Linked DNA regions of Oryzias latipes: region 1 is linked to region 2. A link is a contact called in public Hi-C data. All regions are on one chromosome and are shown on one strand. The core of a region is the stretch at or near the end of the contact, and the rest is flanking DNA. Distances in the headings are between cores, read along the strand shown.

The links. A called contact is a pair of places that touch in the nucleus more often than the background predicts.
Region 1: a contact with region 2 is called in a Hi-C map of gastrula embryo, with 14 times the contacts expected there. The contact joins the promoter of pwwp2a here to the enhancer-like site in region 2. A contact is called at or near these places in 2 of 5 Hi-C or Micro-C datasets (embryo and gastrula embryo).

The regions. Positions count from the first base shown.
Region 1 is chr14:23,055,553-23,059,381 of ASM223467v1, forward strand. pwwp2a (PWWP domain-containing protein 2A) reads right to left here and starts at 1,630. Exons shown (of 2, transcript XM_004076730.4): 1 at 594-1,630. The coding sequence starts at 1,363.
Region 2 is chr14:22,976,378-22,980,308 of ASM223467v1, forward strand. It overlaps wnt11 (protein Wnt-11), which reads right to left. Exons shown (of 6, transcript XM_011483814.3): 6 at 1,478-2,326. The coding sequence ends at 2,183. Among protein-coding and RNA genes, the nearest start is that of wnt11, 13 kb to the right of the region's middle. Within about 2 kb of position 2,579, at least 3 of the 8 cell types and tissues checked have an H3K27ac peak or open chromatin away from gene starts, as enhancers often do. A contact at or near this core is called in embryo and gastrula embryo, where this site is marked.

The sequences.
Region 1 (3,829 bases), core at 380-2,879, 78 kb after region 2:
CTGAAACGTCAAAAATTAAACATCATCATCCAATCAGCAACATCCCATAGTACTTATTGTGTTTTGCTTTTTCAGCATTTCATTTTATTTTCTGGAAATGACTTTTTTCCCCCAAAACATTGGATTTTAATTTGGTATTATTTAATTTTGTTTCTTTATTTTTCGTTTAATTTTAATTCTAAAATATTTATTGCTTTATTATTTTTTATTGTGGTCTTTCACATCATTGCATTGAGTGATTTGATGGTGGGATTTGGACTTCAGGGCCACCGTAGAAATTATATTTATGTACATGAATAGATTTGAAATGAAATAAAACTATTAACTATATGAATCAATGTACCTACGAGGTCCTAAAGCATTTGATGACACTTTGAACTATTATGAAGTTATTCAAGGCCGTCTCCTGATCCAAGCTTCCGCAGAACTCAGGATTGGGATCATCAGTAACATATCCGTGTTCTAGCAGAACTTCTGAATTTACACTTGTGGTCCAGATGTTCTGCCCAGCAGGTCCTGGTTCGCATTCTGAGAGTTTGCGCTTGGAACTGCGGTGTTGGTTCTGACCCATAACCTGAGAAGTGGGAGTTTACCTTTTAGACACGTCCATCAGAACCCCCGAGAACACCTTCTCTCCCTGCCGGAAGGACACCACCAGCGCGTCATCGATGACGTGGTCCAGAGAAACCCGAACCTCGGAACCGGGACTGAGGTCCAGAACAGAGGCCAGCGTGGAGGCTGATGGAGAGTCTGCTCGAGGCGGCTCTTCCAGCTTCACCAGGTCCGGCGGAGGGCGCCTCTTCGGGGACCAGCAGGGTGGGGAGGGGTCGGAGAGGCCGCGGCCCCCAGCAGGCTGAGGCTCCGGGCCGCTCGTCATCTCCTCCGTCGGCTCAGGCCGGGGCTCGGCCTGGATGAGAGCCGTGTAGCTCCGGTCTCGGTCTGCAGGTTCGGCCCGGTCCGTCGTCACATTTGTGGTGGGTTCGGCCGGTTCGTCTAGAGAAAGGCCGGCCTCGGTGACAGAGGGTGGCACCGGGAAGGAATGCAGAAACACGGCGTACAGCTGCGGGTCCGTCGGGGTTCCGCGGTATTTGCCGCCGGCCTCTGGGTCCCCCGGCAGTCCGGGGCAGAGCCGCTCCAGCGCGGCTTCTCTGATGGGACTGGCAGGCTCGAGCTCCGGCCTGACATGGCGGGCCTCTCCGTCTGCTCCGCTCTCTTCGCGCCAGCTAGCCGCTTCAGATTCCTGCAAAGCGTCGGGCCCGGAGGGGACTTGAGCGTATCCCTGGCCATCCGGGCCCGGTTCTGAAGGAGCTTCCGAGTCCACCGCAGAAACCGCCGCTCCGGGCTCTGCAGCCGCGGCCGCCATTTTCTTCCGCTGTGCTGCGGAACGCCGCAGCACCCGCCCCCCTGCTCCGCGGCCAGAGGCCTAGCAGCACTCCCATTGGCTGCAGGGACTGTCAATCAACAGAGACGACGCAAACTGCAGTCTCTGATTGGCCCCTTGTTGGATTCTGTGTGCCGTCAGATCCATCGGGAGGCGTCAGTCTTTAGCAAACAAAAACATTGTGCGTGAAGATCAATGCATCTTTGATTAGCACTTTGATCGGTGACGTCATGAGCAGAGGATTGCAGTATTCTCCAATTATGTTACTATGCGATAAAAAAACACCTTCCTTTTGATAGAGCATACTGATCAAAGTAGAATTGGGTACTTTGACAATAAAAGAAACAATGGTGGAGAAAACAATGCTGGGTGTCTGTCCCACTCTGTGTTCATTCTGCCAGTACTGGGACTTATACCAGTGACATGCTGCTACATTTATCAAACCAGAATGTTTAAATGGCCTCTAAAAAAATAAAAAAGTAACGTTCATTTATTTTGACACATTGGATGCGAAACCGCACAGCCCGAAGAAGCAAAACATGAGATCTATTGAGAAATTAACAGGTATTACTCATTCGTAACCATTCTTGCTCTGCTACCTTTTATAACATGTTTTTGTCAATCTTCTGTTTTTTCTGCAATGCAAGTTTTTCAAGTTGTAAACCGATCAATCAGATGCTTCAATAAAAGTACGTGGTCCCATGTCAAACATTCAAAATGTTTGATTGAAAGAGTCTCCTGAGCCCGCTTTCAGCATTAGGGGTGTGGCCTTTCAACAAGCTCACACCTGATTGGCAAGAGTGGTTGCCATAGAAATGTTGACCCAGATTGACGTGTAACTGCTTACTGACGTCACGCGGTGGAAAATGGCAACTGAATTGACTTCATTTCATTGGAACCAGAAGTAAGCCGTTTTCTATGAGTGACGTCACACTCATTCTGTCCAAACCTGGCATCCTTCTGTCTGTAGTTTGGAGTCTGCAATTTGTTGTTGGGCAGCAGTGCTGACTGTGGCTGAATAAGCAAATGCAGGAGCTGCAGCGCCTGCCGCATTTGCTGCAAGTGTAGTCCATGGTGGGCTGGGTTCTCTGCTGTTTGCGGCTCTTCCTTTCCTCACAATGGATCTCTCTCTATGCTCTTGAGGCCTTTGCAGACCAGCTCCATGAGTACGTAGTTATGCTCAGCCAGTAACAGGAGGGCAGATGGAACCTGACGGAATGATCTTGTTCTCCAAAGAGCTGAGAAGTGTCAGATGATGGATCTGTGAAGGGATGCGGGGAGGTGCTGTCGGTAGTACTAGAACTTAAAGGAAAGTTAATCAGCATTCCCCTGGAGAGGTTGCTGCAGGAGAAGAAAAAAGCTTGGAAATGTCTGTACCAATTAAGACGTGAGAAATGAGTTTTTCTATTATCTCTGGAAAAATGCCACCTTCACAAACGTGCATGTGTTGGTGTGTAATTCTGCAAGTCTATCAATCTCCACCTAAATAAGTCTGGAAGGATTGATTGTGGAAGTGAAATGTTTTGCTCAGTTTGCGTGTTTTCTTTTTGTCCACATGTACAGTCAATTAATGATTGGACATAAGTCAAGTTATTTCAGTCATTAATGTTACACTTTTTCTTGTGAAGAAATGTTTGATCTAGTTTTCGTGTTAGTTTTTTAAAATCTTTAGTTAAAATCAAAATAATTAGCTGTACATCAAAATATGCATAAGACAACTCGATGAAAGTAGATTTGACCTTTGGTTATACCAGATTTTGATGGACTGCAAAGTGTAGATTGAGTGAGGGTTAATGTCTGACGAAATGTGCGTTATAACTTTTTAACGCACGCCGTGGAAGCCTGAAAGGACGGTTGCTTCCGCGAAGTGCGTTAAAAAGTAATAAACGCACACTTCGAAGGCCATTAACCCGTTTATACCATGGTCACATACAAAAGCAATACATATTAACCAGTTTTTAGTCCTTAATTCTTGTTTTTTTCCCAATTTGGATTGCTTTTCTAACAAATAGTCCACCTCGCGCCGCACCACCGCTGCAGTCAAGATTAGGTAATATATATCTATGCTGATATTTCCGATGGGTTGAATAAAGCGTTAGTTCAGAGAGAAAGTTCACCTCTTACCGCTTGTTGTTGTCCAAATGATGAAGCAAAAGGTTGTTTTAAAGAAGCCGGCACAGTGATATAAAACATTTAAGCTTAACATTTAAATAAAGTAATAAAGTAAAATAATAAGGTTTTAACGCACACCCAGCAGCCAATCAGAATCGAGTATTCACCCGGACCATGGTATAAAACATGGCAATCCACAGTGATAATGTACACCTAAAAAATATGTTCTGGTCACATGGCCCAAATGTTCTATGTCCTAAACTCCACTGGGTGGCCGGAACGACAGAAACTTGGAACATAGGCTGATATACACAGTTCATCACAGCAGGTCAGTAA
Region 2 (3,931 bases), core at 1,329-3,828:
GTTGCTTGCATGTTCTCCTCGAGCATTGTGGGTTTTCTCCGGGCATGCCGGCCTTCCTCCCACAGTCTCAAAATATGTATCATAGATCAATTGGTGACTCTAAGCTGCCCTGAGGTGTGAGTGTGTGTGTCAGACTCTGCTTTGCCCTGCGATGGGGTGGTAAGCCATCCATCCCGCCTTCACCCAAAATGTGGGGTGGATGGTGGATGAAAGGGAAACAGCGGGTCAAATGGATGGAACCTTACACAGAGCAAAAAGAAAAAATATATTCTTAAATTCAGTTTGTCATTCGGGCCCAATCCAATGCAGAAAATGCTTCTACCCTCATCTTTAACCCTTGTGCTGTCTTAGCTGACCCCACCCTTCCATTGACGAGTTCTCCCTACCATGACAAAGGTGGATAAAGGTGGAAAGATTTCATGTAATCCATGGACACCAGTGAAGATCACAAATCATTGAAGAAAAAAGGTTCAGAGCACTGTCTAGTGGGTCTAGATGACCCAACTCCCAATGTTAAAATGCCTAGGATAGCACAAGGATTAAACAGTTATGTCCACAAATATTTCAACTTTTATGTTATCTATGACAAATTCCATCAGGTCTACATCAAAGCTGGCCAAGATCTAATAAACGTATTAATAAACGTACCGTTTCCTGAGTTTCGTGTGTAGCAAACTAGCTCAGTTCTGTCAGCTTTCCTGTTCTTGACTTTTTCCTCTTTTAATCCTTGTGATCCATGGTATTTTCCTACAACAATTATCCATTTATTTCTTTTGGAAACAGTTTTACAATCACGCAGGTTGATTTGATTAAGAACTTGCTAGATTGATGTGGTTTGATGGTAGGAATTGAAATCGACTGATGGTTAAACACCTATCCATCAGTCACTGGCACAGGCATATACAGTACACACGTGTAGTATAAGAATTCTAAGACGGTAGGTAACTGTGAGGTCAGCTTACTCACGTCACAGCTTAAAAACAGGGCTTTCTCAGAGGGTCACTTGGCAGAGGCCAGCGTTTCCTTTCACATAGTTAACGTGTCAGACGTAGGAATGATCTAATCTTGTGAGGTGTGACATAATGACTCACTTGTTGGTTTAGCTTTGGGACGTGATCACTTCTGATTGTTTTGTGAGCCGCAAACTCTCAAAAATGTCCCAACTCCAGATAAACGTTTTGTTGCTCAACTGCACTGGACAATCAGCCTGTTTAAATGTGGAATGAGTATGGCTGTAAAGTCAGCCCACGACCATAAAGCACAGCCGTGATAGCGAGCATGCTGAGCTTCACGCGAGTTCAAAATCCTGAGGCCAACGCATGGCTGGAGGAGAAAGGAAATCCATCCAACTCTTCTCAAAGTTGACGTTTGCATCTGCGAGGACTCAACCCCATTACTAACGTCTTCTCATTTTGGTCTGTAAAATGTGGATATCAAACAAACACCAGTCAAAAAATAAATCATAGAACTCGAGGGGTTATTTTTATAAATACTTCTGTTTATTTTTAAAATACAAAGTAACAGTATATACATCCACGGTAAAGTGGTTTAGAAAATCCATGAGTTTATTTTATATGCTCTGAAAAATACATTTGAACCGCCTGAACGTGAGACCAAAAACTGCAGCCAAGTGCTGATGAAGGTCTCTGCGATCTTTGCTCTTCCACAGGGATGAAGGCACATCAGGATCCACACGGCACGAGATGAGTTCAAAACAAAATCCTCCAGGAGCGAAAAGCATTTGAGGTTCCCTTTATAGTATTCTGTCCTCCATCGTCCATCATGAGAGGGAAAGTAAAGCATTGATAGTACCTTTAAATATGTTAGGTCTATAAAAGAATCTGCTTTTTAAACAAAGGGAGCAAACCTTCTTCCAACAGAAAACCTCAAATATTTCACTGTTTTTTGTAATTGACAGAAGTGACCTTTAGTTTCTCTGGAGTTGTGCGATTACCATCTGCACTGGTCTGAACAATGAAACACCTCCACGTTTAGAGATAAGATACAAGGAAAGATGCACAGGAGCGGATCTTTTGTTGTGGAGATACAAACAGCTTAAGACAAAAGTAGGCCTTCTTGGTAATGTAGTGCTTTGGTTAATCTGTAGCCTTCTATGCTCAGGGGGGGGGGGTTGCTGGCAGGAGCACAGGCCTATTTGCAAACGTATCTCTCCACAATCCGCTCACATTTTTTGCAGGTTACATAGCAGCACCAGTGGTATTTGCAGTGGCAGCGCTCGACCAGCTTCTCCGTGTAGGGGTTGTAGCCACGTCCGCAGCACATCAGGTCGCAACTGTCGCTGCCAACCGAGGTTTTGTTGCACTGCCTGAAATTAGGAGAGCACACACATTTAGAACTTGTGCTTTGTGTTTCACAACACCGTGGTTCGAACATGCATGCAATGAAGCCACAGCCCTTCAGTGTGTTCCGTGTTGTCGGCTGTAACCCTTCGTGTTCTCTCCGACACGCACTTTTTCTCCCCTTTTCCATTGTTATGCTGTCTTTAAGCAACCGGGGCTTTGTTGGGGCTCACCGAAGAGGCCCGGGGCATCCATGGTCCTCTCACAAAACATGCTGAGTCCACACGGCCACCCCACCCCCCCTTGGCTTACTCTTGTTTTCCGACAGCCGTTGATGACCAGCCTCTGGTGTGCGCCGCAGAGGCCTTTTCACTTTTTCATCCAGTCAGAAACTAAGATGCTTCACAACTGCCACGTGATTCAAGTTAAAGCTCTTCTCTATTTGACGCTTGTAAAGATTTAGAACTTCGTTTTTGGACATTCCAGATGTTTTATTAGGGTTCCTCTAACATCCCTTTGCTCTACACTCTCCAAGCTTTTCTCCAAATCTGTACAGTTGAGATTTTGTTTTTGTCTTGTTAAGATATCTAGAAATTATTCTCATTCTTATTACAATGCTTCATGCAATAGAAGCACTTTATTGTTGTTTACTTTTATCTAACACTCAAAACATTTTTACTGTAATTTTTGATTCTACTTTAAGGTTGTTATTTTAAAGTTCAATAAATGTTGACAAGTTAAGCTGGCATTCATTGTCAGTATTTTGGAAACAATCATTTAGATTTAGTTCTACGAAAAAGTGCTCGTTTTAGATTTTAAGAGGATGTACTAAGATGGTTTTCTCCTTTTGTTCACATTGTTTTAAAATAAGTCTTTTCCACTTATCACACTAGTTTTTTGTCGCTCCACATAACTGTACATGAAAACTCACTGTACACAAGATCTCAAAAAATACAAACATTTGATTAGAATTTAAAAAATATATGTATTTTTGGGCTATTTAACATCCAATTTAAAGTAATTCTATCTAACAGTCTTATTTCTTTGCAGCTCTTTTGACTGCTCGTGTAGAACTCCTTGTTTCTAGATTTCTAATGACAAGATTTTTTGTTTATGAAAATGACTTGCTGATCATTTAAATACTTTCTAAAGAGTTGTTTCCTTTTCCTATTTGCCGACTTCCTCTGTTCACAGTGCAGACAGATGTTTCTAAGCAGGAACTGCAGCAAAAAGAACCCGTTTCAGACACTTCCAGCAGATACTGAATGCTCTAAAAAATGAAAAACACCAGAATGCAGAGAGAAACAGAAGAATAAGCAACAAATGTGCACTTTCATTTGACAGTAAAGAGAAAATATTGTGATCGCATAACTTATATCCCACATAAATGAGAGCCTGACTCAAGTTTATCATCTGCTTATATGTGATAAGTGGCATAAGGCCGAGGTACACATGATGGACAATCATGTGATGTGTGACATTTATAAGCAAACACAATGTGGTGGAATACTTTAGGGACTGGATTTGTCCTACGTTTATGTCTGTTCTGCCCCGTGGTGGAAGAACACGGGGCAGAACACATCAATAATGGAGTAAAATACAGAAACCTCCTCCTATTGAAGTCCCACTCT